Linked DNA regions of Mus musculus: all the other regions are linked to region 1. A link is a contact called in public promoter capture Hi-C data. All regions are on one chromosome and are shown on one strand. The core of a region is the stretch at or near the end of the contact, and the rest is flanking DNA. Distances in the headings are between cores, read along the strand shown. Region 1 holds the start of Ccdc9b (coiled-coil domain containing 9B). Region 2 holds the start of Ndufaf1 (NADH:ubiquinone oxidoreductase complex assembly factor 1). Region 3 holds the start of Nusap1 (nucleolar and spindle associated protein 1). Region 4 holds the start of Dll4 (delta like canonical Notch ligand 4).

What was found. Promoter capture Hi-C pulls out the DNA fragments that hold promoters and counts their contacts.
Region 2: a promoter capture Hi-C map of liver shows a contact between it and region 1, with 2.6 times the contacts expected there. The contact joins the promoter of Ndufaf1 here to the promoter of Ccdc9b in region 1. A contact is called at or near these places in 2 of 39 promoter capture datasets (liver and pre-B cells).
Region 3: a promoter capture Hi-C map of pre-B cells shows a contact between it and region 1, with 2.3 times the contacts expected there. The contact joins the promoter of Nusap1 here to the promoter of Ccdc9b in region 1. A contact is called at or near these places in 2 of 39 promoter capture datasets (liver and pre-B cells).
Region 4: a promoter capture Hi-C map of pre-B cells shows a contact between it and region 1, with 2.6 times the contacts expected there. The contact joins the promoter of Dll4 here to the promoter of Ccdc9b in region 1. A contact is called at or near these places in 3 of 39 promoter capture datasets (embryonic stem cells, liver and pre-B cells), 1 of 484 Hi-C or Micro-C datasets (embryonic stem cells) and 1 of 115 datasets of contacts at active chromatin or transcription factors (pancreatic cancer cells).

Annotation. Positions count from the first base shown.
Region 1 is chr2:118,758,009-118,765,850 of GRCm38.p6, forward strand. It overlaps Ccdc9b (coiled-coil domain containing 9B), which reads right to left and starts at 4,653. Exons shown (of 11, transcript NM_001001982.2): 1 at 4,498-4,653; 2 at 3,637-3,750; 3 at 3,281-3,388; 4 at 2,518-2,673; 5 at 2,313-2,441; 6 at 1,500-1,699; 7 at 1,193-1,248; 8 at 582-635; 9 at 405-495. The coding sequence starts at 4,644.
Region 2 is chr2:119,658,425-119,666,266 of GRCm38.p6, forward strand. It overlaps Ndufaf1 (NADH:ubiquinone oxidoreductase complex assembly factor 1), which reads right to left and starts at 4,410. Exons shown (of 5, transcript NM_027175.4): 1 at 4,185-4,410; 2 at 1,578-2,235; 3 at 1-35. The coding sequence starts at 2,159. It overlaps H3f3c (H3 histone, family 3C), which reads right to left and starts at 7,728. Exons shown (of 1, transcript NM_001370931.1): 1 at 6,692-7,728. The coding sequence starts at 7,612. The coding sequence ends at 7,202.
Region 3 is chr2:119,614,075-119,621,916 of GRCm38.p6, forward strand. It overlaps Nusap1 (nucleolar and spindle associated protein 1), which reads left to right and starts at 4,224. Exons shown (of 11, transcript NM_133851.3): 1 at 4,224-4,821. The coding sequence starts at 4,729. It overlaps Oip5 (Opa interacting protein 5), which reads right to left and starts at 4,431. Exons shown (of 6, transcript NM_001042653.1): 1 at 4,084-4,431; 2 at 3,780-3,846; 3 at 1,458-1,580. The coding sequence starts at 4,387.
Region 4 is chr2:119,322,286-119,330,127 of GRCm38.p6, forward strand. It overlaps Dll4 (delta like canonical Notch ligand 4), which reads left to right and starts at 3,499. Exons shown (of 11, transcript NM_019454.3): 1 at 3,499-3,921; 2 at 4,030-4,302; 3 at 4,778-4,835; 4 at 5,644-5,907; 5 at 6,247-6,307; 6 at 6,397-6,527. The coding sequence starts at 3,856. Gm14207 (predicted gene 14207) reads right to left here and starts at 3,912. Exons shown (of 4, transcript NR_030683.1): 1 at 3,696-3,912; 2 at 2,883-3,044; 3 at 2,560-2,691. It overlaps Gm52558 (a long non-coding RNA gene), which reads left to right. Exons shown (of 3, transcript XR_003954054.1): 3 at 12-39.

The sequences.
Region 1 (7,842 bases), core at 3,403-5,902:
AGGCTTCTAGATGCTTCCTACCCAGCCTGACCTTACTTCTCAATCAAACCTAGCCATTTCCTCTGACTATCCACCCCAGGTCCCCAGCTGCTGTTTATGGCTGAGCCTGCTGCACCTTGAGATCCATGGGGACTCCGGGCATGTTCCTGCATGCTCTGCCTGGGAAAGGCACACCTCACATCCCAGGGGAAGTGTGCTGTTGTAATTACCACAGCCTCTGGGCACCAGGCTCTTAACCACTACCACCTCTGCTGGTGTCCTTTCTTGGTATCTCATTAACCTGTGGCAGGCAACAAGCAACCAGGAATCAGGGGCCCTGGGGATGGAGCAGAGGGACCTGGGCCAGTCCAGGAAATTAGGACACCTACATACCTGCCTTGATTTTGTCCCCTGTCCCCTGTTACCTTCGGGCCCTGCCAGTTAGCCTCTCCTTCCCCTGGGCGTTGCTGCCTATGGTGGATGTCATCGAGGGTCTTCCAGATTGTCCACCCCGACCTGCAAGACATGATGGAGGATGGAGGGCTGTACCAACTGCCTTCACCAGCTGAAGCGATTCTGCTCCTTTCCTGCCCCCAACTCACATTTTCCATCCAGGGATGATGGTGGGTGCTGAGGCTTCTGGTGGGTCCTAGGACCTAAAGGGAAACAAAGTAAATGGGGTGGGAGTGTCAAAGAATCTAAAACAGACACCGGAGCTCTCTAGTACCAGGAAGCTTCCAATGGTCCTTCCTTCCCTTAGGAGTTCTATCTTCCCAAAGCCCACGCTACCTCTGCAGAAAAGCCTCCCCTGGCCTGGGGCCCTGGACTGTGTTTACACTGCCCAGCTAAATGACTCGGTCAGCTCGTTGGCCCCTAGGCTCTGTGTATGAAGAATCACCAGAAAGTCACAGGACTCCTCCCACAGCAAGCTCAGGAGGGCCGACAGGACTTTTACCCCACAAGGAATGACATCTGGAAAGACCTAGTTCGGCTCCCACTGAATCTAGCCCAAGCCGTAGCTCAGAAAACACTAGAGAGTGTGGGAGGGGAAGGAAGGACAGACTTTTTTTCCGTGTCCCTTTTCATCTTTGATGAAGAGACAGGGTAGTAGGATCCTAGACAAGACAAGAGGATCATGGGTTCTGGGCCAGCCTGGGCTAAGACTCTCCAAAAACAAACAAGGCACACGAGCATGAGGTGGGGATCAGCTCACCCTTCCTGCTGCCCATGGCCAGGTCCCTGTCCCTAGGCTTGTGGCAGTTCTGTGGCCTGTGTAGACAGAGAAGGGCATTACGTCACTCGTGGCAATGTGGGTAGAGGCTGCATCAGACTCCACCCAGACACTGTCTCCTCTAACCCCATAGCTCAGGGCAGCACAGAGTTGTGGTCCCAAGAAAGAGGCAGAGCACAAAACCCTGGGACCAGGGTCTGACGAAAAGTCTTTTCCCTCCAAGAGGCACCCATAGTTAGCCCTACCCAAGTCCCACAGTCACAGCAAGCTGCTCAGCCATGCCACCCACATGGACTTGGCTTTGTCCAGGTCCCACGGGCGGCTCCAGTCACCCTGTGGGTTTCTGTGCCGGGCAAGGCGGGCCAGGTCAATCTGCTCTCTCTCTTGTTTCCACTGCGTGTAGTCCCAGCTGGCCTCAGGGGACAGCCCCAAGGACTGTTGGGGAGGTGGACTTGAGACCACGCCTGGACTCCGGGGCTCCAGAACACCCTGCAAGGGGAAGACACTTAATATCATGGGGGAGAAGTAGAGAGAAGATTTGAATGGAGCTCCTCTCTCACGGTCTCTACTTCCCAGTACATAATTAGGTCTGTCTCGTCTCCAGCATGCTGTGCTTGCTGTGGACCTTTTGCACGCATCCACGTGTTCACTTCCAGTTTGAGACAGGTAATTTAACCTCTCTGAGTATTATGTCCTTATCTGTGAAAGGAGGCGTCCCTTTTCTTAGAGTTGTTGGTGTGGATAGACCAGACCGGCCCTAGATAGGAGGGGCACCCATAGGCGGTGAGCAAAATCAAGAACAATTACAAGGGGCTGCTGCCACCTAGAGGTCACAGCTGGCACATAGCCAGTCACCTACACATCCCTCTGACACCTTAGAGTCGAGTCATCGATCATATTATGGCTGGATAATATATCTGGCTTAATTATTTCTTACTGCAAGGCACACCCAAAGCGGATATTGGCCAGAGAAGGGGAAGAAGGTAAGAATTCTCACAGGTGGTGCCTAGGCCAGGTTTGCCCAGGCAAGGGACATACCTTACTTAGTTTCTCTGCCTTCTCCAAATAGGGATTGTGTCCCTACCCCTGCTTGAAGATGTACCTTCCCTGCTGAATCTGAGCTGGAAGTCATCTGCAAGGGTGCACGCCAGCTCCGGCCTCCTCCAGATGTCCCCTTTGCCCTTGGGCTCCGCGCTTGGGTCGTGGGTTTCTCACTTACTATCCTTTTGGCCTGGAGAAGGTATAGATGGGCATCATGGCTGAGCCAAGGGAGGGAGACCTGAGGTCTGGAAGTCTCAACTGCTCACCTTGGCTTTGTTTTCCATGGTGACAGCAAGTTCCACCCGGTGCCCCATGCTGAAAGTACCCGGTGCGTCTGCAGCATCTTCATCATCTGTCAGTGTGGTAGTCACTCCAGGTGAAAGGGGCGCCCTGGCCCAGTTTCTGCTGACCACCCTCTTCTCCTGCAGAGCGAGATGCCTGTGTCCTCAGGCCACATGGGTCATCCTGAGCAGAACCTGGGTGCTGGGTGCTGGGGGGAGGGGTTCCCTAGGTTTGGGTTCCAGCCCTAGGCCTCCCTGGAATGCCCGTGGCAAAGCTTGGCCCTTCAGGAGTTCACATGCCAATGGCATTAGTTATTCAGAGCTCAGAGCCAACAGAGGGATCCAAGATGCCACAAGGGCTTGTCATCTCTGAATCAAAAAAAAAAAAAAAAATCCAGAGTATGCAGACAATATGGCCTTATCTCTAAGACACTGATTCTTTTGCTTACAGCCCAGACTTCTCCCTCCTCTGCTTCCTGCAGGGTTTCGGCCTCAGGGTCTGGGGTAAGGAGAAGGCTGTGCTCTGCACATAGGGTTTACATGCAGAGCTGTAGGACTGGGAAAGTCTGTTCAAAGGTTTCTGTTTGGTAGCCTTTCATCTGTGGCCCTTTGGAGAAGATGGCAATAGCTTGGGAGGTCTGTTGTTGCTGGGAGACACCCAGAAAGGCAATTAGGAGAAATGGGATAGTGTTAACACCCCAGGCATGGTCCAGGCCTCAACCCTGCCTGTCTCCAAGGTGAGACTTACACCGGGAACCTGGCTGATGGTGACCGTGAGGCTGTCGGGTTGGAGGAGCCCTGGAGTGGTCACAGCCATGCCCCCCTGCTCCGCCTGCCGACGATCTTCCTCGATCTCCTGTGGGAGGGCCTGAAGTCAGCAAGGCCATGGCCCCCCAGGCTCACAGACACACAGACACTGACAGGCCTACACAGAAAAACACCAATGGGACACCAGGGGGCAGAGGCACCACATCACCAGTGCCCAAGACTTTGATGGGGGCATGGGCTAAGGCCCTCAGAGAGAACCCACTGTGTAAACAGCCTTTTGAAGGTAGCCAGGGACCCCAGCCACAGGAGTCCTCTCAGCCGACACAACACACTCACCTGGTACCTTCGTAGTAAGGCCTGGTTCTTCTTGCGCAAGGCAACTATCCTACGGTCCAGCTCGGCATCTTTTTCCTCATGCCGGCGCATTGTGGACTCGGCTTTGTGGGGCCCCTGTAGAAGGCATGGAACCCAATACAAGGAACGGATTTTAGCCCCAAGCTACAGCACCCAGGGTGAAAGAGGTTTCTTAGGAAGATGGTCTACAGAGGGCCAAACCCCACCCCAGTGAGGCCTGTCTGCCAGTTTGCCTACTGAGGGCTCAGGTCAGGGTTTCATACCCAGGGCCTCGGCTCCCAGCAGCAGGCTGCCCCTCCCCCTGGCTCCCCAGGGGGTTCTGCTGTGAGCACAGTCTGGAATGAGAGTTAAAAATGGCTCTGGCAGCCGAACCTGCCGTGACTGGGAAGCTGCCAGGGGATTCAGGAGGTCGAGGGGGGACACTTTGCCTCCCAAATCTAGAACCACACACACAGAGACAGGCTTTAGCTTGGTTCTGGCCTCCCAGGCACCGGACCCCACTCCCTAAGCCTGTGCCCAGTCCGAAGGAGAGAGCAGCTCCCACGGGCTCCGCGAGCCCTCCAGGTCTGAGCTGCTGACTGATGGGGCAGGAGAACAGCAGGCCCAGCTGGGAGCAACTCTGGGCCGAGCCATGCCTCTGCATCAAGATCTGCGGTTCTTCTCTGTCTGGCTGTGGGGTCTATGTTTTGCTCAGCGCCTTGCCCGGCCCACCACCTGCCTCCTCGTGGCTCTCTTTCTCCCAGGCCCAGCTGCCACCAGCTGTCCCCAGAATGTGGCTGCTTCGTAGCTTAGCTCCCTCCCATCCTCTAGAAGCCCCCCTGCCAAAGAGGAGGTGCCACTCACGGCCAAATGCATGGAAATACCAGGCGCTGAGAGAATTTCAAAACAGCTCCCGGGAGCCAGAGCTGGAGGGAAGCTGGAGCCACCAGAGCCGGCCCTGTCGGCCTCTCCCTGCCGGCTTCTGCTTCGCTGCTCAGCACAAGAGATCATGTTGTGATTACAAAAGAGCGCTCTGGGCTCCCAGCCAGGAACGCCTAGCCGCCACCCCCACCCTTCCACTCGCAGAGGGCGAGGACCGGGGCACCAGCAGCCGGCTGGTCTTGTCTAGCACATATCCCTGCCCTGCCTCAGTGTCCTCGCACAGGAGATCTAGGCACGAAGGGCCCACTTTCACCTGTGATCCTGAGCCCCAGTAAGACCCGCCCGCCTGTGTGTGCCCACAAATGGGATAGCTGGGTCTTCATCCCTCCCACTAGGAGAAAAAGGCAAGAGATGCAGGTTCCACACGATGGCTGACGGCCCTCCCTCGGGGCGTTTCTCTGCTTTCCTGCTGGCTGTCCAGTCAGCGCATTTAAGTCGTTAGATAAGAGTGAGAAACCTCCTCCCCAAGGCCATCTCACACCACCACAGACCCAAAATGCCACTCTCCCCCATTTGGTTTCTGAGCTGGAATGTGCTTTTCTCTGTACTCCAAGCATGGCCACTCCTGGAGGCCTAACTCTCTGGGTCTCCAGACCCCTACCATGCTAAAAGGAGCCTTTCTATGGGGTCCTTAACCCAGCAGAAGCTGGGAACAGTTAGCAGCCCTCTTCCCTTGGGATCCTCTCACAGAGCCCTTTCATCCTGACACTCCCAGGATAACATTTGCAGACTCTCAGATCCCAAGAAAGGACACAGACTCCTTCCCCAAGTAAGTATCTTCACACAGCCGAGGCCAGTCTCTGCCCAGGGGTGCCTAGGTCAGCTTCAGTTCTTATGTGGTCCTGACTTCCAGGCCTTGACATGAGTGTCACAAACTCTGGCATCCCCTATGTCCCTGACTGACCAGGCCTCAGATATTTCCCCTCACCATAATCTACCCCCACCCCGGTCTCTAGCCACCATGCTAAGGCCCTTTGCTGTCCAGGCTCTCGCCCCTGGCCCCACACCCCCATCTCTGCAGCTCCTGAGTTCCCATCCTGCTTGCAAATGCCACTGTGTACCCTCCTCCCTTCCTGCCGGATGTTCCCACTGAGTCAGACTCTTGTCTACTTTCCCAGCAACAGTGACGCACCCGAGCTCCTAGATCTCTCTCTCTCTCTGTCTCCCTCTCCGCTTTTGTCTACACACACATACACACACACACACACACACACACACACACACACACACACACACACACGTACAAGCACACACTTCCTCCACCTTCTCTGCACCCTGCCTCACAAATACTGCTGAGGTCAGCCTTATCCCAGAAACCTCCAGAAGTCCCAAGCTTCCCACTGTAACCGCCCCTGCTACACAGATCGCAGTCCGAGAGGGAGAGAGACCTAATGCAGCCCCCACTCTTTGTAATTTTAGTCCTTGATCAGGTTTAGAAAGGAGGGATGTAAACAGACTACAGAGACGAGGCCAGGTTTTTGTCCTTCTCAGCTTCCACTGCCAGCCAGTGTCAGAGCAGAGGGGTCAGGAGGCACAGGTAGACATCTGGCAACCCTGCAGATAGGATGACCCAGCCCCCTGTAAGAGCTTCAGGAAGATATCCTGAATGTAGACACAAAAGTTTCCCAGCCACCAGGCTGAAGTACCATGTACCCTGAACAGCTCCAAAGACAAGACTGAAGCTCCAGCTGCCGGCCACGTGTTTCCAAGTGTCACTCACAGCTTCTCACGCCCTTGAGCAGACCCCACAAAAACACGGTTTACCAGTCTGCTCTCCCACCGGACAGAGGCAGATTGCTATACTAAGTGCTCTGAGCTTCCCCCATTGCCTGGCCCAGTGCCCCCATGCCGTAAAGCCTCATTGCCTGCAGGATGAGTATGGAATTAGCCAGCACTACACTGTGTCACTGTGGGTACCTGTGCACAGGCTGTAACTGCCTTTCTGACCACTCAGATAGATGGACACAAGCTGAAGAAGGCAGGTGTGTCTCGACGGATCCCTGGAAGAGGGGAAATGCCGGGCTGTGGGAGGGGGCGGGGCTTGAGAATTTCCAGTTCGATATTTCCCAAACCAGGTGTCTTTTTCTCCAAGTCACCACTAGGGGGCAGAAGCATTCCAAAAGCTTGGCTGGCAATTGGAGTGGGGGTGGGGTTTCCTTCAGCCCCCTTTCTCACTATCATCTCCCAAGTCTAGCTCAATCCCACCTTCCAACTCCATCAGAACAGTCAGACTACACAGAGGTAAAAGCTTTATTTTATTGATGAGCCTGACAGGTGTTGTCTCTCATGCAGGCTACCTTACCTGTTTGTACTGCAGACGATACAAAAAGCCAGGGTGCTGGCCTTGCTGTCCCTAGGCCTCTTATTACAGCTACTCCACCAAAACAAGTTTGCTTGCGATGTCTCTCTATGCTCTCTCTTTCTCCTACTAGGGTTGGGCAGGATGACCTAGCCTGGTCTTGGATCACTGCTCTCCCCAGGTGACTCCCTGCACCTTCCCAGGTCACCTGCCAACTCGGGTGGCCACCACACCTTTAGGGCCTACGTCAGATGGACTTTATTGGTAGCATCTGGAAAGATACAGTTGGAGCCAACTTCAAGAACAGGATTGCTGGAAGTCCAAGCTTCTCTCTAGGGGACATCTGCCCAGGAGGAAAGGCTTAAGTCCATAGAGGTAGCGCTGCTCAGACCCTCTACCCCATTTCTGTCAGTGTGGACATCCCCACTGCTCTCCCCCACCCCCGCTCCTGTGGGAGACTGGTTGACTGAGTATAGTGTTTGGCCCTTGGCCTACTCCTCAGGCTCCGTCTAGGCAGAGGGAGATGGGATGGTGGATTCCAGTCTCCTTCCTCCTTACAGGCAATGGCTCTTATGTCTTTATAACACCAGGTGGCTATCCCTCAGTGAGTCATATGATGATAACATTCAAATACCTAGCAACATCCATATTTGGAATAGTATGTAGCCAGAGCAAGGTTCAGGCCGTTTTCCTCCTGCCTCAGGCAACTGCGCGGTGGTCATCTCCTCAGTTGAAGGAGTGCCTAAGGCTGCCTGCCTCCCTCAGTTCTGGGGTCTGAGTATGTCACAGTCATCTAGTGTGTGGACGAGGGATGACCTGAGGTGCCCCTTTAGTATCTTCTCTGGGTCTCTTTTCCTGTCTTCCACCCAACGTATCAAAGCCAGGCTCCTGCAGCACTGGTTCCAGACAGTCCCCCTGTGGCTGCTCCCTTTCCAGGCCCCAGGCCATTCTCTCGACCCCAGCACTAG
Region 2 (7,842 bases), core at 3,160-5,659, 900 kb after region 1:
GACCAATCATAAGACAGCTTCCTCTCAAAAGCACCCTGAGGTACAGCAAAGCAGGCTGTTCAGTTCATTCCGCACTGTGAGAAAACTTAAGCCATCACCAAGTCAGCAGGGTTGTTTAAGGTTGGGGGAGGAGCACATATGGGTGCCAGAGGACAACTTTTGTTAGTCAGTCTTTCCTTTTTCCTTGTGGGTTCCAAAGATAGAACTAGCATCTTCCGATTTAGCAGTAGTACCTTACCCACTGAGCCATCTTGCCAAGCCAATATGGCATTCTATGTATATTTTGCAAGGTAAACCTGCCCATCATTATTCTAGTACAAACACACTGACATGCGTTCCTAAGGTAATGCTCAAGGCATGATTAAGCTAGGACAGTGTTTCTGTATAATAGCCACTCATCCGCACTTAACATATAGAAATAAGTGTACTTTTCCTCCCTGATTAAGGAACAATGGCTTCTGGGTGGTCTATTTTATGACAAATGTCTTACCCCATCAAAAATCAAGCTCAAGTTTTGTAAATCATGAGGCTGACGAGATGGATCAGTGCTTCTTAGTAAGCATATGGACCGGAGTTCAGATCCCAGCTCCCACAGACAAGCCTAGGTGTGGCTGCATCTACCTGTACTCTAGCCAGAAACCTCACGACTTAAAACAAAAGAAACCACACATTTAAACACTGTGTTCTCAGCACACACCTTAATCCAAGGACTGAAGGCTCTGGGTTTGATCCCCAATGCAGAATAAACATCAAGTGAGGTGGTGAAAACTTGTATAAGGTGGTGGGCAACGGGGGTAGGGGGACACTTAAGCCCAGGAGTTCAAGACTAATTTGGGGAAAACAACTACAAAAATTCCAAACCTGCATAATATATTCCTAGCGTTGGAAAGTGGATAGAGATTTCTCACTGTTAGAGAGGGGAGTTAGAGACGAGAGATGAAAGGCTAGAGTGAGCCACGTGGTACTAGAGTTGAGAACAGTTGTGTGTATGCATAGTACACACATCACAGATGCAGAGAAGTAACAACAGATGTGTTACACAGCCATTAGACATACATGTGCAACTGTTACTCCTAGGTGCACAGTGCCACACGCAGATTCCTACCTATGTACTGGAGACCCAAGCTCGGGCCCTCAAGCTTAAATGGCAGAGACGTTACTCACTGGACCATCTCTGCAACCCACAGCAAAATAATGTCAACTATGAATATAAGTACCAGATGTGGTGGCACACCCCTGTAGCATCAGGAGTTCAAGGTCATCCTCAGCTATAGTTAGCTCAAGGCCAGCCTGAGCTGCATGAGAGACCCTGCCTTAAAACCAAGAATAAAGGCTACAAGGTGACTCTAGTCCAAGCTGGAGATGCCAATCTCCCGGGATACCTTTCAAAGTCCATCTTCTCTGGATTCTCAGATGCACCACTCTTCTCAAACCCAAAGTAATGCCCCCTTTTACACTAAGGCCAAGCAGTTACATACCTCCTTATAAGGCAAAACAGATGTGTTCACTTACAGAAGAGCAAGTGTCAGTTACAGCTCCCGCTACAATCAAAGTCACTGAGAACAGGCCACACCTACCCGTGGAATCCTGGAGATCATGGCACAGTATCCACTTTGTCTACTGTCCCCATCCTGAGGAGGCTCAGAGCTCAGAGTTCCATAAAGCAGGGCACTTCGGTTGTTCTTGCTCATTTTCAAGAATATTTCACTTCTACCTCCAATTGTCTTATCAGAAGTCACTATCCACTTATCCAAATCTTCTTTTTCACGAAACTGCCAGACAACCCTGGCTTGTTCCATTATGACCTCTTGTAATGGGCGGCCGTCTGGGCCTCTCAAATGAGCCACAATTTCATCCTTCAAACGTCTAAAATGTTCTATTGCTTCATCTCTAATTGCTTTATCAAAACTAACTTCAGGTGTCCTGTCAGGAGAAGGTGCATCCAAAGCAACTTCTTTGTGGTCATGTCCTTGTAAGCCCTCTTCAGTCTTTCCCTGCTGGGAGGCTCTGTCAACAGAAGTCACTTTTTTCTGAAGACTACTGGAAGAATAGTCTACACAGTGACTACCCACAAATGGAGGTAATGCAGCCCTTGGCCTCAGGAAATTTTTATGAATGTAAATGCCAGTCAGTAATTTGTGAATGGAAGACATTGCCATCGTAAGAAAAAAGTATTAAAATGTAAAAATTTGCCCGGGCTGAGAAAACAAGCTTCAACAATAAGCCCAATTCCACCTATAACAAAAGAAACACCAATTATCAGCAGAGCAATGAATAAATATATTACAAGTTCAAACTCAACATAGACCATGAATTATGACATTCATATTTTTCCCCAATTTACTCAACAGTGGCTTTATCAGAAGCAGAGTATTAATTGCAAAAAAAAAAAAAAAAGGTAAAGCCGGGCAGTGGTGGCTCAGGCCTTTAATCCCAGCACTTGGGAGGCAGAGGCAGGCAGATTTCTGAGTTCGAGGCCAGCCTGGTCTACAGAGTGAGTTCCAGGACAGCCAGGGCTACACAGAGAAACCCTGCCTTGAAAAACCAAAAAAGAGGGCTGGTGAGATGGCTCAGTGGATAAGAGCACCCAACTGCTCTTCTGAAGGTCCGGAGTTCAAATCCCAGCAATCACACGGTGGCTCACAACCATCTGTAACGAGATCTGACACCTCTTCTGGAGTATCTGAAGACAGCTACCGTGTACTTACATATAATAAATAATAAATATTAAAAAAAAAGAAAAAAGAAAAACCAAAAAAGAAAAGTACCAATATAGTGAAATTTGGTGACACATGCCTGTAACCCTAGCACTTGGAAGACAAAGGCAGGACAATCAGGAGTTTAAAGTCATCTTCAGCTACATAGCGAGTTCAAGGCCACTTGGCCTACAAGAGACCTGTCACTAAACAAAACTGCCATGATGAGAAATGCAGCCTTAGCTTCACAGAGCTGATGATCGACCCCAAATAATTCACGTGTGCCACAAGCTACCTTGAGAGGCTGTGTCAACTTTAAAGCAGATTTTCCTTGTGTTTTTAAAAATTATTTATTTTACCATAAAATATATTTATCATATATTTTACCCGCTGAGCCATCTCTCCAGCCCCCCCACCCCCCCACTGAAAGTATCTTAATGGTTGACTATTCAATGTTGTACGTCCAGGTCCCAGTATGAAGCTCAGTATCCTGAAAACTTATTATTTGTTGAACCAACAGCTTCATAATCCTTTATCTCTGTCACAAGCGTGAGGGTTTACATGCCTATATAATTCCCTCTAACAAGGGGCTTCTTAAACTTTATAGTCCCTTTAAATCATCTGGCAGTTTTGATAAAATGGGCTTCTAATAAAGTAGACACAGGCCTTGAATCAAAGTCTCCTTCCTCAACCTAAGTGTTAAGATTACAGACATTTGTTACCATGCCCAAATATATGCTGTACTTTTTCTTCTTTTTGATAAGGGTCCCATTTGACACAGGTTGGTCTTGAACTCCTGATCCTCCTGCCTCGACTCCCAGGTGATGGCCCATCAGCTCATGGAGAACACTTTTTAAATATCAAAGTCCCGGTAAGATTTGGGTGCACCCTACAAAACCCAGCACTTGGGAAGTAGGGAAACAAGGATCAGGAATTTAAGGTCATCTTCTGAAATGTAGAAAGTTCAAGGGTAAGGTGGACATTATGTGACCCCTTTTCGAAGAAAAAAAAGAAAGCAAAATTATAAAAAGACAAAAAATTTTGATAAGGAAAAGGACTTAAATAAGTAAGAAGGTAAAATGGTGGGATTATAAATAACATTATTTAACCCTGTTTTCCAAACATTCAGACGTCTTATTACTTTTCTAACAATACTACAACTTCGTGTTTTGTTTAATAATTTCTTACAAGAAACTCGGTCAAACTCAGTAACCGGGTGACGTCGGTCCGAAGCTAACTGTGAGTTTTTAATAAGATATTCACACCGCTCCTAGCAGTATGACTGTACTACTGAGTACAGAAACGACTGTTCAACCTAGGGCTTCCCATGTGCCAGCAACTATTCTCCGTGTGTTTTTACTGACTTCTCACGATAATCCTGACCCTGAGACAGGTACTTCTAGTATTATTCCAATTACAAAGACTAAAAAAAAGGAGATTCCACAATTAAATAATTATTCGAGGTCACACACCAGAGACCAAACTCACTCTGAAGACCAGGCGTTCACCTCTCGGCAGGCGCGGGGTTGGTCACGTCCCAGCCTCCTGAAGCTAGGCGCTCCCGAGGAGTGGCAGCCCCTCGACCCTCACCTCACCCGCCAGGACTCTTCCCGACCTCCTCGTCCCTGCAGTTCCCACCTATGAGAAGGTTCCGCTCACCTTCTCAGACCCCACATTCGGCTTCCCCCGAATAGTCCTTCTACTTTTCTCGCCCGGTTCGCCACGCTTCCGGTTGTGGTCCCGCTACTTTTCCTGTCCGACATCAAACTAGGTGTACAGTAAACAAGAGCTTCAGATAGTTCAAGAGTAACGGAAAGTATCCTAAAGCGTAAGACAACCGGAGGCTTCAGGTCCTCAAAATTCCCCAGCGGGGTCGCTTTCTGAAATGTCCTGTCATTTGTGAGCCAGCTCTTCGCTCAGCTTCTTGTACCCCGCCCCCGTATGTAAATACCAATCCTCTTTTAAACAGGATCTCTGCACTGCTATCGCCTCTTCACTTCTAGATGCCTGGCCGCTTGGGCCTCTTCTTCCCTGTAGTCCCTTGAGAACTGTCTGCTGCGTGACTTTAGAAAGCCACTTAACTGCCTTTGGAGAGCCACTGTACACCTAGATAGCTATCAATCCTGGCTTTCCTCAGTCGTGCCCCTATGTAATCCACACAACAGAGCTTGTGCACACTTCGATTAAAATGTTTTCCAACTTGGGGTTCACAACCTGTGTCCCAAGTCAGCCCCAATCACCCATCCTCAGTAGGCCAGTTAAAAGAGCCAAATTAAGAAGTAAAAGTAAGCCTGACATGGTAGTCCATACCTTTATTCCAGCTCTGGGGAAGCAGGGGTATTTGTATCTCTGGGAGTTCCAGGCCATAATTTCCTGGTAGCTATCTAAGTATAGGTATATAGGTATAAAGGTGTGTGTGTGTGTGTGTATGTGTGTGTGTGAGAGAGAGGGCGGGGGGGAGCACCACAGTCCCTCTAATCACGTTCAACTTTCATCCCATAGAAAGGTTGAGGCCCCTCACTCTTCCAATAAAACAGTCTCAGCCTTTTGAGTCTGTCTCTTCGCCTAATTTTTCTTATAAGAACTGTGAAAATCTGTTTCCCAGAGACAATTTGGGGGGTTGGTTGGTTGGTTGGTTTTTGCTTTTTCCTTTTCCTACTTAAGATTCCTTGGGAAGCTCCCATTTCTTTGAGGTTCGTTATTGAAATAATCTGATAGATTGAGAGACACAAAATGTCTCTTTAGAGTATCTTTATTTTTGTTAGGCTGGTTCCTGCACATATGTAAGTGCAACATGTGTACTTTGTTCCCTCGGGGGCCTGAAGGTATCAGAACCTATGAACTTAAAATTGTAGGCACCATGTGAATGCGGAGAACCAAACCCTGAAAGTGTTCTTAATCACGGACCCATCTTTCGAACCCTCATCAGCTGCTTTTTACCTCTACTTGGTGAAGCAGAAAATCAACTTGGGGCTTTGTTGTGGATTCTTGAGAAAAATAGGACCTTTAGTACGTTTCTCTCATCCGTATGCATCGGGTTTTGCTTTCCTGTTTATCTTTGGACTCTTTTGAGCAATTTGGGGTTCTTTTCAATCATTGGTGCAGTTTCTGTTCAGGATTGGTTTTGTTGTTCGGCTTTGTTTGTTGAACAATGTTATCATATTATTGCTAAATAGAGGAACTGTGACCATTGCAGTGGAGAGAGAACTCAATGGTTTAGAGAACCTAACCTTAACTCAGTTAGGTACTACAGAGACAGGGAGATGCAACTCTGCTATTCCTTCGGTGGTAGGCGTCAAGGAGACATGGTTAAGTAGCCTATGTCTTGGGCTTGCTTTTCCCCTGCTGTAACCTGTGTGAAAGGAGCCTGCCAACTCTAGGAAGGAATATGGCTTATTGAGGATGGGTGGCTGGACATGTCTCAGGGCACAAGTTGTGACCCAGAAATTTTAAAAACCTAATATCATTGTATTTTAATTTTTAGGATTGATTGCTTAGGGGAATCATAGAGTGTGTTCAAAAGCTTGAACTCAGGTTATAAGGATTGATGGTAGAGTACCTCCCCCTGCCGCAGCAGTCCTAATGGCTCTGAGTACAGAGGTACGCTTCGCTTATCCTCAAGGAGACCCATGTCTCAGAAGTTTCTCCATTTGTTTGCCTGCTGTGCTTCATGAAAGTTAGCTGACCACTGAAGTCTTTTATAGATTACATGCTATAATCTATACAAGATTACAAGTTAGCTTGAAATACTTAGGGTTTTTTTTTTTGGTTTGTTTTTTTTTTGTTGTTTTTTTTTGTTTTTTTTTTTGTTTTGTTTTGTTTTGTTTTGTTTTGAGACAGGATTTCTCTGTATAGCTCTGGCTGTCCTGGGACTCACTTTGTAGACCAGGCTGGCCTTGAACTCAGAATTCCACCTGCCTCTGCCTCCTGAGTGCTGGGATTAATGGCGTGTGTCACCATGCCCAGCTTGAAATGCTCTTCTTCTTCTTTTTTTAATAGTTTAATGTATTTTAATAGCAAACTTACAGGAACAGCACACAAGACTGACAACATTAAAAACATGTACTTGTATGTAGGACAACTCAGTTAGAAAAGTATAGTGAATGGATGGAATCTACTGTGTGATAAAAATGCTACAAACACCATTTAGTTGCTGTCAATAAGAAATTTACTTATTTTTAAAAAATCCAAATGCTGGCATTGTCCAGAAAATTTTAACAGGTTTATTTATAATTGTTATAAAGTTGAACTCTTGAAATGTGTTCACTGAAACATTTTGCTTCCATTAATGCTTTACATCTTGCATTTATATTAAAAATTCACACACAAATGAACATGGAGAAACGCCAATACCTGATTCTGTCCCCTATGTTTCCACTCGCAATCATATACTTAGGTACCTTTGACCCCATGGAAAAAATATCTAATATTCAGAACTACTGATAACAGGAAGAAGAGGAAAAAAATTTTTTTGAGAATGAAATGTTTCCCCTCATAGTGGACTCTTAAGCACGTTCTCCGCGTATGCGGCGTGCTAGCTGGATATCTTTTGGCATAATTGTTACACGTTTGGCATGGATAGCACACAGATTGGTATCTTCAAAAAGGCCAACCAGATAGGCCTCACTTGCCTCCTGCAAAGCACCAATAGCTGCACTCTGGAAGCGCAGATCTGTTTTGAAGTCCTGAGCAATTTCTCGCACCAGACGCTGAAAGGGGAGCTTGCGGATCAGAAGTTCAGTGGACTTCTGATAGCGTCTGATTTCACGGAGTGCCACAGTGCCAGGCCTGTAACGATGAGGTTTCTTCACCCCTCCAGTAGAGGGCGCACTCTTGCGAGTGGCTTTTGTAGCCAGTTGTTTCCTGGGTGCTTTACCACCGGTGGATTTGCGGGCAGTCTGCTTTGTAAGAGCCATGGTATGGACACCTCCTTACTTACCCCCCCTTCTCCTTCGGCTGGAGCTCGGCAAGGGAGAGGCGGCGCTGGCGTTGGAGAGCGGCGGCGGCGCGGCGAAGGCTGCGAACACAATTCTGAAATGCTCTTCTTAAAGATATCCTTATACCAAATCCCAAGGTCCTAACTGGAGTAACACTTGCTAGAAATATTGACCACAACAAAATCCAGACACAAGTCACTTGAGTCAAC
Region 3 (7,842 bases), core at 2,974-5,473, 860 kb after region 1:
GTCGAGTACTAGGATTAAAGGTATGCGCCACCATGTCTGGCTAAGTAATCTTAACTTGTCAGCCATTTCTCTGATCTTTCAGTTTCTTGTAATAAAATAACTTAAGTTAAATGTTTAGTTAGAAGATTGTTTCAGCCCCCAATGGAGGAGCTAGAGAAAGTACCCAAGGAGCTAAAGGGGTCGGAAACCCTATAGGTGGAACAACAATATGAACTAACCAGTAACAACCCGCCCCACCCCAGCTGCATATGTAGCAGAAGATGGCCTATTCGGCCATCATTGGGAAGAGAGGCCCCTTGGTCTTGCAAACTTTATATGCCTCAGTATGGGGGAATGCCAGGGCCAAGAAGTGGGAGTGGGTGGGTAGAGTGGGGGTGGGGAGGGTCTGGGGGACTTTTGGGATAGCATTTGAAATGTAAATGAAGAAAATACCTAATTAAAAAATAAATTAAAAAAATAATAAAACAATTAAAAAAAAAAAGAAGATTGTTTCAGGATATTAGATCACACTGTGAACACAGAAACTGTATACTGGAAAAACCTGTGGTGTGGCTCAGCCCTAGCACACACTTTTAATCTGAGAGCTGTTTATTGTAAGAAAGATTGAATAAAGTAACCTTGGGTCAAGAGGTGCAACAAGCAGCCAGTTGACAGGAACTGAACATAGGAAAATCCCACAGAGACAGAGAGGGGTCAGGAGGATAGATAGAACAGGGGCAGTGGCACACACCGTTAGTCCTAGCACTCCAGAAACAGGCAGGTCTCTGTGAGTTCAAGGCCAGCCTGGTCTAAAAAGCAAGTCCAAGCAACCAGGGCTATTACACAGAGAAACCCTGTCTTGAAAAAAAAAAAAAACCAGCAAAACAAACAAACAAAAAAAATTTTTTTGAGAGAAAGCATCCTGAGCACTAGCTAGCTTTTGTTAGGTATTTTGTCTCGCCATGAGCCGAGTAACCAACACAGGCCTCATTTCAAACTCCTGGAGCAGAAAATCTGATTGGCTTAATTGGAATATATATATGTATATATATATACACACACACACACACACACATACATATATATATATATATATATATATATATATATATATGCCTCTGAGTTATCTATGATGACACTATTTTCAAAAGCATACCTTCCAGAATTTTCCTTAGTGAAAGAACACTCTTAAATTAGTCCATATTAAGACACAGTATAATAAGCCATCTAAAGTAATCACAATATTTATTTTAAGATTATGTTTTGTCCTTATTGCAGATATATATGTATGTATGTATGTATGTATGTGTATGTATGTGTATATATGTGTGTGTGTGTGTGTGTGTGTGTGTGTGTGTGTGTGTGTGTGTGTGTGTATAAAGTAGTGCCTAGCCTTTTGCATCTTCTTTGGTTATAAACACCTGGACTTTCCTAGAATCTTTTAAAAACCTTATTTAATAAGTAATGTCTCTACTCACCACAGCATTTTATCACTAGAAAGGCAGAAATGGCCTCTCAAGGCAGCCATAGCAGCATGGGTAGAATATAAATGGAAACCAACAGGAGTCCCACAGGAATTACAGAATAAAAGGTTGTATGTGCTGGTGGGAAAGGAAAGAAGCAGAATATAAAATAATGAAAAGCTAGAATAAATATAACAATAACTGCCCTCATCAGGTCTAGTGGTAGGATCTACAGTGGCACTAACACTCAGAAGCACTGGCAGGAGGAAGTCATTTGAAGCACCTGGATAGACTTCATCAAGTTCACTGGCTCTCAAGTGGGCCATAGAAGACTCTTGTTTCAAAGAAACAAAAACAAAGAACATAATTTATGACAAAAAAAACCAAAAAACAAACAAAAAAAAAACCCAACAAAAAACCTTCAAAACAAAAACCCCTCAAAACTAAGTTTGGTACTGCCTCTGACCACTTGTGTAGTTCATGGCTCCCTACCTCATAAAGAAATTTACTACTGTCCTTAAGATGTTTGGGTTTTGGGGCTGGTGAGATGGCTCAGCGGGTAAGAGCACCCGACTGCTCTTCCGAAGGTCCGGAGTTCAAATCCCAGCAACCACATGGTGGCTCACAACCACCCGTAACGAGATCTGGCTTCCTCTTCTGGACTGTCGGAAGACAGCTACAGTGTACTTACATATAATAAATAAATAAATAAATCTTTAAAAAAAAAAAAAAAGATGTTTGGTTTTTTTTTTTTTACTTCCTTAGAGGTAGCATCATGTAGCTTGCTGGGACACTGGATCATGAACACTGAAGGACTTAAGGCAGTTCTAATATATAAACAAATACAATTGTTTCACCATTTCCTTATATAGAACAATGTCAATTAAATTTTAACTTGTATTCATTATAATAGTCTGTCAGTCTGGAAGACAACAGGACATAATATCAGGCAGTGGAGTAGAATAAAGATTTTTCTCTACTCTCACTCATTTTCTTGAGTGCTGGGATTAAAGTCACCACCATGCCTGGCCAATGCTTTAAGTACCAATAGATTGTAATCCATAAAGACTTTTTGAAATAATTTACAGTAAGTGTTGTGCCACATACAATATAAACTAATAATCAATTACTGAGTTCAAAGACAGTAAAAAAGGTATTTCAAGACCACAAGGTTACTAGTAAACGTGACCATTTACCTCAGTCAGAATGCACACAAGCAGAGGAACACAGTGAGGAAGTCAGGCCTAGATTCATAGCTTAGCAGGGAATGGTGCCTGCAGCCAAGCTTGGCAACCCAAGTGTGATCCTGGGCCTGAACCCCTCAAAGGTATAGTCTCACCTTCATGTGTGCATCTCGGTATGTGACTACACACAATAAATAAATAAACAAACAAATAAATGTGATAAAACTGTTTTTAGATTATAACTTGGAACAGAAATCTAACTCTATTCTTGCATGCATTTTTCTTGATATAGGCAAACATTGTACTTCTGAGCTATAGCACATCTCCAAATCTGTAATTAAATTTTTGTTTGTTTGGTTTTTCAGACAGGATTTCTTTGTGTAGCCTTAGCTGTCCTGGAACTAGCTCTGTAGACCAGGCTGTCCCTGCATTCACAGAGATCCTCCTGCCTCTGCCTCCCTAGTCCTGGGATTAAAAGTATGTGCTACCACCGCCAGGCTTATAATTAAAACTTTTAATCAGGCTTTTTAAAAAAGAGGTTGGCCAGGCGGTGGTGGCGCATGCCTTTAATCCCAGCACTTGGGAGGCAGAGGCAGGCAGATTTCTGAGTTCAAGTCCAGCCTGGTCTACAAAGTGAGTGCCAAGACAGCCAGGACTATACAGAGAAACCCTGTCTCAAAAACAAAAAAAACAAAAAAAAGAGGTTGGGTGCAGGTTCCCATGCTTGTGATCCCAGCACTTGCAGGCAGAGGCAGAATTGTAAATTCAAGGAAAGACCTTTATTACCAATATCAAAAGTAAAATAATTTGTAACTATATCAAAAATGTCACTTCAGGGCCAGTGAAATGACTCGGTGGGTAAAGGTATTTGCTACCAACCCTGAGAAATTATAACTAATAACTAATAACTAATAACTAATAGTCCTAGTTCTCTCACAGACCTTAAAACCTACATCCAACTTTAACTTTCACCAATGCCATGTTTATATGATTCAAACCGGTAAAGAGTTTACAACTCAAACATACTCTATGGAGAGCGTAAACATGTCACAAGACAAAGTTTCTTTCTTGTTTACAACAGTTACATACTCTTCACTGTCATTAAATCGGGAAATATATAGAGAGCGCCACCTCAGGAATTCTCCACACGTACCTGGACTTGAGAAAACCTTCTATGCCAACCAAAAAGGGCTCTAACAAAACGACGTTGTTTGTGACTTCTGGAAGACAAAACGGTTTTGAGAAGAAATACCTGCCAGCAGATTCATCTGCCCATAAAACTTAACAAAATGGGTGGGGCTCAGCCAAGGGCGCTGGGTTAGCTCAGGCGACGGCCTGGGTTTGAAGCCCAACTCGGGAAAACAAAACAAACCCCTCCCTCCCCTGGGCAGTACTGTCCCCCATTCCTCATCTGCCTCTGGTCTATCTTCCTCACAAACTACCCTCGCCTCACTCACTGGAGAAGGCCAGGGCGCCGAGGGACCGCGACAGGTCCCAGGCGAGGTGCAGGGTGTCGCCGAGCACCGCGTAGCACCGCGCGCAATGAAACACGGCACATCTCTCCGGCTCCAACCACGCAGGCAGCCGCAGGTCGACAGGTGACGCCTTCACCTTAGACTCGGAGGACCCGAGAGGGGAGAACCCTTCCACCACCTGAGTGTCCCACTCCATGGAGGAGGTAAGAGAAAAAGGTGTATCACAAGAGTCACGACGTGACTGGGTCTCCAAGAAGCGAAGACTGCGGCGCGAGAGAGTCGCCATATTTCTTTGAAGCGCGCGCCTCTTTCTCGCACGCTCCAAGTCCCGCCCACCTGTCTCCCTGCGTCTTCATTGGACAATGTTCCTGAAAGACACGCTCTCAATACGCTCAGCGCCAGCATATTGGTATAGTTTGCGGAATAGCGGTCTTCAGCCAATCACGCTACTGGCCCGCATCGGAAACCCCACCCTCGAGGCAGTTCAACCAATGAACTTACAGCAGTCTTAATTTAAACTCCATATATAAGTCGGCTTGTCAACGTCTTGGGTGGCGCCAGTTTTGAGCCGCTCTGTTTTGAGTTGTGTGGCTGTTTTTCTGGGAATCACCGAGATTGCAGAACGCGATGACCGTCCCCTCTGCAGAGGAGCTGGACTCCTTTAAGTACAGCGACCTGCAAAATTTAGCCAAAAGGCTGGGCCTCCGGGCTAACATGAAGGTACCGTGCTGGCTGGCGGTGCGGGCAGTTGGGTGGGCGGGGTAGAAGAGACCAGGGATTTGGGGGACAGGGCGCGAAGTGACTGAGAGGAAACCCCCGAGGGACGTTATTTTGGGAGGAGTAGGTAGGTTTTGTTCACAGTGACTGGAATTTGTTAAACGAAAGAAAAGCCGAGGCTGTTACTCTAGTTGGAGGCTTTTTTTATTATATTTGGAGAACTTATAAAGACTTTTTGTTTTTTGGTTTGGTTTGGTTTTGGTTTTTCAAGACAGGGCTTCTCTGTGTAGCCCTGGCTGTCCTGGAACTCACTCTGTAGACCAGGCTGGCCTCAAACTCGGAAATCCACCTGCCTCTGCCTCCCAAGTGCTGGGATTAAAGGCATGCGCCACCACTGCCCAGCTCTTATAAAGACTTCTTAATGGAAATGCTAATACTTCCTGGTACCAAATGGGAAACGAAGGCCCATAGGACGTAATCAGTGTAATTTCCATGCCAGTTATTAGGCAGTTGAAGAAAAACTACTTTAAACGACTTCTTCTGAAAAACTCTACTTACTGTTCAGTAAACTATGACACTACCTTCACTCTCGTGAACCTTTAATGGGATGCCTGTCCACCGTGATCTAGTATGATTGTCCATACATTAATCACTATTGTGATGGTGGTCTTTTTCAAAACCGATAAGGTCTTTGAATTCTGAGTTTGCAAGGTGTTCAGAGAAAATGTGGGGATTCATTGTGAGATTGGACTTGCTATATTGAAGCTTGCCCACATGTATATACCAGAGATTTGTACAGCAAACTGCTATTTGCACTAAATCTCTAATTAGTTGTCATAAATGTTTTTAAATGGTTTAAATAGAATAATGTGGCCATAGGTACACCTTTTATCTGGCTGAACGGCACTGAAGAGTACTTAGAAATGTTTCTGAGTTTAGTGCTTAATGGCTCCCCAACTTATTGTCTAAAGCTTAGTCCTTCAGGTTTTTGCTATCTTCTCCTCTTCCTCCTCCCCCCCCCTTTTTTTTTAATGAAATAAAGTCTCATTATACTGCCTGGGCTATCCTGGAAAACAGTATATAGCTTTGAGTAGCCTGAAACTTATGCTGAGACTATATATGGGCTTGTACCTCCACCGATGGCCTGACTGTAATTGTTTATCAGACTACACCTGTTGCCTCTGCATCTCAGCTGCTCAGATGAGCACCCTGTCCTACCTCAGTTAAGTAGTTTGGGGTTTGCTTCATAGCCCCTGCTGTGTTCTTTATTTCTAGCTCACTTGGTATTTTATAAACTCTTTTCCCATTAGTCCACTGGGAGCTTCCAACAGAAGGCTTGCCTGCTTTGTTCACCAGTCTCTCTAGCTCCTAGCACAGTGCTCTGCACAATGTAAGAACAGTTAGTTCTTCCATCAATGATTAATGCTGATGAATAACACTTGAGCTTTCAGGCAACTTGAGCTTCATCCCATTTTATTTGACCTGCTAAATGTCTTCATTTGTTTCTATCTCAGACACCTCCCTTCTCATTGTTGCATCCTTGGTGAGATAGTATGTTAAGAAACCATGTCCTAGTCAGGCAGTGAGATAGATGGCTCACGGGATAAAGGTGTTTGATACACAAGCCTGGTATTTTGACCCACATAATGGAAGAAGAGAATTAACTGTACAAAACTGTCCACTGAACTCCACACCTGCACTATGGCACACACACACAAACACACTCACTCACTCACTATAAATAAGAATTTGCATCTATCTGGGCATGGTGGCACCGCCTTTAATACCAGCACTAGCGAGAAAAGGCAGAGATAGGTGGATCTCTGTGATTTTGAAGCCAATTTGGTCTACATAGTGAGTTCCAGAACTACCAGGGTCACAAAGTAAGATACAGTTTGAAACAAAAGAAAGAGAAAGAAAAGAAATTGTGGGCTGGTGAGATGGCTCAGTGGGTAAGAGCACCCGACTGCTCTTCCAAAGGTCCGGAGTTCAAATCCCAGCAACCACATGGTGGCTCACAACCATCCGTAACGAGATCTGACGCCCTCTTCTGGTGTGTCTGAAGACAACAACAGTTACATATAATAAATAAATAAATCTTAAAAAAAAAAAAAAAAAAAAAAAAGAAAAGAAATTGTTTATAATTTTGGTAGGCCTGACATATAATCCCAGCACTGGGGAGGCACATTCAGGAGGACCATGAATTGAAGTCTTGTCAAACAAACAAGACTGGGCATATTGTTCATCTTGTCAATCCTGAACTAAGCCCTAGATTAGGTAGATCTCGGAGTTTGAGGCCAGCCTGGTCCAGTTAGTGAGTTATAGGCCAGTCAACTCTACATAGTGAAACCTGTCTTTAATTAAAAAAAAAAAAAAAGACCTGGATTAATTTGAGAGGAGGCCTTACTTAGGTTAGGTTCATTGTAGTAAATAAGAACCATTTTATTAATAGTTGTCTTCATGCAGAGAAGTCTAGTACAGTTAAGGCGCGTGACTTGGGGCCACACCCCAACAAAACTCCTGTACTTAAAGTACAGAGCACATTTTGTGCTTTGCCCTTTACTTCTGGTAAATGATAAATTGTGTGAGAAGAGCCAAGCTCAGAGGTTGAGCCTATCATAAGTGTGTGGAATCATAGACACACAAGAAACAGGAACTGAGCAGCAATAGGTTTTTACCTCCCTTGTGATGCAGATACAGGCCAGATTAGAGCAGATTAAAAAGTAGACAAAAGCAGGTGCATTAGAAGGCAGATCTCAGGTGGGCTTACTGATCTCACAGTGGAGGGGTCAGCTAGGAGCTGGGATTGCATCCATGTATGGTCAAAAACTGAGCCCCTAGCTGGGCACTTGGTGGATTGCTGGAGACTAGGAGTGATGACATGTTAACCCGAAGTCTTCTCTGCAGACAGCTTGTGGGAAGTAGGACAGGCGGGCTTTTCCAGCTTGTACAGGGCAAGCAAGCAGCTTGTATTTATAGACTTAGAGTTGTGCGTGTATAGCATTTTTTTAAGGCCATGAATTT
Region 4 (7,842 bases), core at 2,249-4,748, 560 kb after region 1:
TTGACCGGCAGGTGCGAGCAGCGGCAGATGGAGAGCAGCGCTGCCGGGGCGCATCTGCGGGGAGCGGCGGCATCGATCCTGGCCCCCCTCTCAAACCGTTCGTCTTGTTCCTTTCTGTCGGTTCACTCCTAAATGCGGGGCCAAGGTCCGAGAATCTGCGGCGCCTTAGTGGCTAGAGAAGTTGATTTTCCTTCCCCTACCCCCCTCCCAGCCTCTAGGCCAGAGCTGCGCCCCCACGGCTGCCAGGCTCTGCCAGCCCCACTGCCCCAGTTGGCACGCGGAGGGCCAGCCTGACGCGTGGCAGCGCCCTGCGGCAGATGAGGCACGCGCCGGCCTCATTTCAATGTGAATGGATCGAATGAAGCAGCCATGTGGCAGCAACAGTTTGCAAATCTCCCCGCCTTCTGTGCAGCTCCCCGGCCGCGGCTCGCAGCACGTGGCCCCTTCTCCGCAGCGACCGCAGCAGTGTCTCTCAAGGCTTAAGTGCCCCGCCCCGGGCAGGCCTTCTTCCCCGCCCCCAGCCTGTCCTGCGGGCGCAGTAGCTCAGACCCCACCTCGCCTCTACCCGGGTGCAGTGTGCCAGGTCCAGATCGTTGTCCCCTGGGAAGGGTAGCCGGTGAGAGTTGAGATAACACCGCGCTGGAGGTCTCCGAGCTGCGCTGGTGGCCCTGGGGAGCGCTTGTAGGCTTCTAGCTAAGAAGGAGGCCCGAAGCCGCACCCCAGTAACCTGCAGCCAGTTTGGGGACACCGCTGAAAGACAGCTTTGGCGTTTTTGTTTTTGTTTTTCAGTTCCGGGGGCTGGTTCTGCATAATGGGAGAAACTGAAAAATAGCGTGCACAGTGGCCAAGAGGAGGGAACAGTAGAAGCAGGAGACTTGTAGGGAGAAAGGCTTCGCCTGGCCTCCCTGCTACTCGGGCTTCAGGGCTGGGAAATGTTGAGGACTCTGTAGAGTCGAAAAGCTGTAGGCCCAAGAAAGAGCTGTAGTTTATGGGAACCCAGGTCGTATGGCTTAGAGACCTAGGGGCCATCTACATCAGGGTCAGAGCCAGATGGCCCTGACTAGAGGCCTGCTATGAGCCTCACAACCTTCCATTCCTTTGAGTAACCAGAAGGGTGTTGTCTTTCTTCCACTAGAGAGTTGGTTCTACTAATTACGGAGTGACAGAGAAGGACTCCAGCTGTGTGGTCTGGAGAGACACTGGGCACCACAGCTTGAGCCCTTGGTGCCTAGCAATGTGGGTAAAGATTGATACCAGCAGATGGGAACTCTAGCAGGGACCCAAGGCTAAGGGTGGTGTTCCGAAGAGGAATATTGTAATAGGTGCTTCTGGTAAAAAGAGAGAGAGAAAAAATGAACACTTTTTCCTTCTTAGGTCAGAAATTTTATAAGTGGGTGATTTGTCCATTTCTGAGGAAAATGGTGATTCCAACTTTTGTTTGGCCCTTCACTATTTGCCAAATATTTTGGCATACTAATGTGTATGAGGGTAGGCCACTTCCAAAATAATAGATATCCCGTGTGGGAGTCTCCCTTGAGAGTCAAGCAAGTGCCCGCGTTAGAGTTTCTACTAACTCCCAGGCTAGGATTTTGAGATGAAAACTGTTAGATGAAAACCATTAGAGTCAGGTGGGGTTGCAAGCCCAGCTCCAAGGAGAGAGAGGGAGCACCCTCTGGCACTCCAGGCAGGTCTACGGTGCAAAGAGGATGCAGACAGAGAGGATTTGGAAGTCCACTTGCCAGGACCGCCGGGAGGTACGCCCCGAGCTCCCCGTCCCTCGGGCCTGGGACTCGGCTTGCCCATAACCTACATTAACTCGCTAGTGCAGCCTGGGCCCATCTGCCGGCCCCCGCCTCACCTCGGTTCCCCACGCCAACCCGCTCGCGCCAGATGGTGGCTGGGAGGGGTGGCCGTGCGTGGGGGACCCCGGAGCCTGTCGCCTCACCTCACCCCACCCCCCACCCCACGCTCACAACCTCATGTTTCTTACCCCCCCCCAATTCTCCATCACCACCACCCAAGTCAAAATATCAGACCATGTTCGTCATTGGCAGCTGTTGGGTTCCACTTCCCCCTACCACGGCCTCCCTGGGGCTGGAGCCGCGTCCCTGCTCCCCTCAACCCCCGCCCGCACTGATCTTATCGTCCGACCATAGCCAGCAATCACCACGCGGGAGGGCTGACAGCTGAAGCCACAGGGCCCCCACCGCTCTCACTGTAGGAGAGAGAGAGAGAGAGAGAGAGAGAGAGAGAGAGAGAGAGAGAGAGAGAGAGAGAGAGAGAGAGAGAGAGAGAGAGAGAGAGAGAGAGAGAGAGAGAAATCTAGCACCCCCCAAAACTGGGAGAAGCCAGCCCTCCCCGGTCTGCAGCCTCGGGGGAGCACGACGGGTTCTGGGAAAGCAGCTGCAGGGTTTGCGCTCGGAGGCCACCCGGGAGAGGCGCGCGTGTGACATGGGTGAAACCACCCGAAACTCAAACAACTCTATGCGCCTCCAGTTCCACCCTACATCCTGCCCTATGCAGAGAGATCTAGACCTGATCAGCCTCAAGCTCTCTCACCTTGCCTCTCAAGTGGCCCAAGGAAATTCTGGAATTAAGAAAGTTTCCTCCCTACTCCAGCGGAGCTAGGGGACGCGGGTGGGGGCCAGGATGAGGATATGGAGACCAAGCGCGACCCAGGTGAGATAGGCACTGAGGGAAAAGACTAGAACCTCATTACCATACAGCTGAGGACCCCCCCCCCACTTCGAGAACCACGCCCCCCACCTCTCTTTCGAACCTCTAGTCCTGGCTCTAGCACGAGCCAGGAGGGAGTGGGGGTGGGGGACAAAGAGAGAAGGCACGCGCTGGGCACGCCCTGCTGCTTGAGGTGACACGCCTACCAGGTGCAGAGAAGACCAGAGTCCTAGACGCTTGGCCCTTTGCCTTGCTTGGAATAGCCAGGGAAAGGTTAAGGCGTCGGATGGCTTCCCTGCGGTGCTGGGGACGCGTGGAGGGTGGGCACACATAGGCTGGAGGCCAGCGAGGCAGGAGCTACCTAAAGTCTGGAAAGGAAAGGGAGATCCAAATCCCCTGGTCCTGCTTTTTGCTTTCCTAGTTTAAGCTTTCCCCACCTGCTAGAGGACTGTAGGTATCTAATGCCTGGATCAGGTGCACCGCCTACGGGGACCCCTTAGAGTTTCCACCCCCTGGACCATTCGGGAACCACCTCACCTCCCGCCGCATCACTGGGCTACCCTCCTATCCTCTGGTGGCGAGGGTCTCAGCCTTTAAGCAGACGATCTCTAAGGACTGCTCGCCGGGCACGCGCAGAGCTGGAAGCCCAGAAGTTGGAAGAGGGGCGGGGACCTGCGCCCTACTGGCTGGCTGACAGGGGGAGCGGCGGGGGCGGAGGCCCCCTCCGGTGGGTGCTGGGACTGTAGCCACTAGAGGCCTGGAGGGGAGGGGAGAGTGACCGTGAGTCTGTCTGACTGACAGGCTGCGAAGAGCAGCCAATATATATAAGAAAGGCTCTGGAGCAAGCAGGTTTCAGTAGCGGCGCTGCTCGCAGGCTAGGAACCCGAGGCCAAGAGCTGCAGCCAAAGTCACTTGGGTGCAGTGTACTCCCTCACTAGCCCGCTCGAGACCCTAGGATTTGCTCCAGGACACGTACTTAGAGCAGCCACCGCCCAGTCGCCCTCACCTGGATTACCTACCGAGGCATCGAGCAGCGGAGTTTTTGAGAAGGCGACAAGGGAGCAGCGTCCCGAGGGGAATCAGCTTTTCAGGAACTCGGCTGGCAGACGGGACTTGCGGGAGAGCGACATCCCTAACAAGCAGATTCGGAGTCCCGGAGTGGAGAGGACACCCCAAGGGATGACGCCTGCGTCCCGGAGCGCCTGTCGCTGGGCGCTACTGCTGCTGGCGGTACTGTGGCCGCAGGTAATGTCTCACGTCCTCTCCGCCCCCTCCCGCAGCGCTCCGGGCTTGCGCCCCGGCCCCGGCTGAGCCTGACCGCTCTCCTCCCTCCTTCTCTCGGTCCCTGTGCAGCAGCGCGCTGCGGGCTCCGGCATCTTCCAGCTGCGGCTGCAGGAGTTCGTCAACCAGCGCGGTATGCTGGCCAATGGGCAGTCCTGCGAACCGGGCTGCCGGACTTTCTTCCGCATCTGCCTTAAGCACTTCCAGGCAACCTTCTCCGAGGGACCCTGCACCTTTGGCAATGTCTCCACGCCGGTATTGGGCACCAACTCCTTCGTCGTCAGGGACAAGAATAGCGGCAGTGGTCGCAACCCTCTGCAGTTGCCCTTCAATTTCACCTGGCCGGTAAGCACAACTTAAATGCACCGGGAGATAACCGAAGGGAAAGAAGGGAGCGCCGGGACACCAGAGCTCCTTTCCAAAGCGCTCTCTGGAGAGCCCCAAGGGCTCTTTCTCTTCTGCCCCCGCCCCCCTGTTCTCTCATAGGATCATCCCGGAGAGGCTTTGGTTAGTCTTTCCTCCCAGTTTCTTCCCTTTCCTTCTCCCCAATTCTTGGGATACGAATTTCATTACCAAACCCCCAACGCGGCGCCGCCCGCCCACCCCCCGGCTCTCACTTACACTCCCGCATCCCTCATCCCTCCCCTGCCTTCTCAGCTCGCGCGCAGCGCTGCGCGAACACCAGTTATGTTGAGCCGAGCTCCGTAACTATATCCTGCAATTAGATTAATTAAACAGGCTGCTGCGAGGCACCCCCTCCTTTCCCTCCCTGCTGATATCGCTATCTCTAATGTCCCCCACCCCCCCTTTTGCTTCCCAGGGAACCTTCTCACTCAACATCCAAGCTTGGCACACACCGGGAGACGACCTGCGGCCAGGTGAGTATCTAACTTCTCGGCCACAGGGGGGCGACATCACACAGCGCCGAAAGAGTTAACCAGTTATAGGCGGGGGTGGGGGTTGGGGACGCAGGCTTGGGGGGTGGGGGCCAGGACGCTTAGCTTGGCCGGAGCTGCGCCCCGCGCTGGACGCTCGGATTCCGCTCGCTGCCTGGACTCAGAGCACAATTGCGTTTCCTGCGGGTTATTTTTGGCGTGGGAACGCGGGGAGCACGGCGGTGAGAAAGGCCGAGGCTGCCAGCGCCGCTGACGGGCCTCTTCCTGTATTTTACACCTTTTGCGAATTCCGCTCCTTTGGAAAGGGAATAATGGCTTTGGGATGTTGTTCTGACACAGAGGAAAAGGATATTTCACCAGCACAACAATTCTCACTTTGAAAAGGAAAAAGAAAAACCATTACCTACGTCTAGAACAGAACCCCTTGCTCCCAGTTCTCGAACCAGAAAACTTCCCCCTTTAAATTTTTTCTTTTTTTCCATTTTGACCTCTTTTCCTCTTTCCCCTCCGTATCTGCCTCCACAACCCTAGGATATCTTAACATCCGTCCATTGTACCCTTTTTTGAATGCTATCAAGCCCCCTGCACATGCACACACCCAGGGAGACTAAGTAGCAAGATTCTGGGACCCTCTGGCCTGTGCTTACTTGCAGGTAGAGTTAATCTAGATAATTAGAGTGTGAACTGACCACCATAGTCACAACTAAAGAGAGAGTTGGCAGCAGTCAACTCTCTCTGAATCAGGTTGGCTTTCTGAATCAGGTTCTCTGACCAAAGCCTCTTTCTGCAGAGACTTCGCCAGGAAACTCTCTCATCAGCCAAATCATCATCCAAGGCTCTCTTGCTGTGGGTAAGATTTGGCGAACAGACGAGCAAAATGACACCCTCACCAGACTGAGCTACTCTTACCGGGTCATCTGCAGTGACAACTACTATGGAGAGAGCTGTTCTCGCCTATGCAAGAAGCGCGATGACCACTTCGGACATTATGAGTGCCAGCCAGATGGCAGCCTGTCCTGCCTGCCGGGCTGGACTGGGAAGTACTGTGACCAGCGTAAGTAGCCAGGCCCCCTGTGAGAATAGAAGGGATGGGATTTTCCCAAGAAAGCACTCAGAATGGGTCTGTGCTGGGTCTCAGGACCAGCTGGGGATGCTGTACTGTACCCTTAGTCTCAGAGCCTCCTCCGCAGTGCTTAAGCCTACAGGGTCCTTATTCTTCATCCCATGCAGTGTGATGTTCTCCCACCCCCTCGTCCCCTGGTCCCCTTTAAGATAACCATGGCTCCTCTTGGAGGCCAAGAGCAGGAAGTGAGCCCAGGGGAGCAGGAGAGGAGGTTGAAGCTTCAGAGTCCATGGTACCACAACCTCATCCAGCCCAATTTCTTTTCCTTAGCTATATGTCTTTCTGGCTGTCATGAGCAGAATGGTTACTGCAGCAAGCCAGATGAGTGCATGTAAGTGGGGACAGGAAACGGGAGTAGGGGGGCTCTCCCTTGTGAGCAGGTCTCCCATCTTACACTGGGCTCCCCTCTTGTCTTAACAGCTGCCGTCCAGGTTGGCAGGGTCGCCTGTGCAATGAATGTATCCCCCACAATGGCTGTCGTCATGGCACCTGCAGCATCCCCTGGCAGTGTGCCTGCGATGAGGGATGGGGAGGTCTGTTTTGTGACCAAGGTGAGTAAGGGAAGGAGAGATGGGGTGGCAGGGCCTGAAACTAGAGATGGTGACTGGACACCTTTCTTGGTGGTCAGTAACTGACTTTCCTATTATTCTATTATTGTTCAAGGACAAGTCTCAGGACTTGTCTATGTGCACATGTGTGTGTGTGGTGTGTGTGTGTGTGTGTGAGGTATTAGGAATGGAACTCAGGGTCTCTAACATACTAGGCAAGCACTCCACCTGTGAGCTCTACCCCAGTCCACTCACTGCTTTTAAAGGCTCTTTACAACTGACCTAAAATGGGATGGTGGGACATTCTTCTCCACATCCTAAAGAGCCAGGATGACTAAAGAGGCCAGGGGTAACAGCTTGGCAGCCTGCAGCTCATACTCATAAATTCTAGCAAGACTAAAGAGAAAGGGAAGGTTAGCGCTGTTCCTCTTTCTGCCTTGTAGTTACCTATTAACCCCCTGAGTGTTTGCTCACCTTCCAAGGCTCTCCCCTAAACAGCTGTCTGGTGGGGTGTGCCCACTGGCTGCCCTGGGCTGTAGCCAATCCAGGCCTTTGGATAGAGGGAACATGTAACTGCCTTTTTAGTGTGGCCACAGCCACCTGCCTTTCTCCAGTGACACTTGCCAGGCAGCTGCCTGAGCTCACACAGTCTCTACCTGACATTTGAGGGTTGCCACTCTTTTGCCCACATAGGAGTCTTTGAGCTCCAGTCTTATAGAGAGGGAATCTTTTCTTTTACATCCCTGTAGCCAGCTGCATCCTCCCATTTTCAGGGTCAAGTACTGTGCCTGCTGCCATGGCAACACCACACGGGCCTGGAGAGGATGGGGAGTGGGTTTGCCAAGCTGGAAAAAGCTTGCCTAGGTCCTGACTTATTGCCAGAATGGAATTCAGTCCTTGTATGTTTCCCCCCTTCTTTCCCCTCACTCCTCTCCTCCTCCCCCCCGCATCTCTCTCTCTCTCTGACACACAGAACTTCTCTTCTTTATTTCTGATCCCAACACACACACACACACACACACACATACATACACACACACACACATATACACACACCACACACACACACCACACACACACACACATATACATACACACACACACACATATACACACCACACACACACCACACCACACACACATACACACATACATACACACACGTACACACACACACACCACACCACACACACCATACCACACACACATACACACACACACACACCCTTTCTGCCGTCCACATTTGCTCCCAGGTGACAGTCGTTTACTCACTGTATGCAAACACAACCCTTCCAACCCCTCTGTTTGCTTTGTCTGG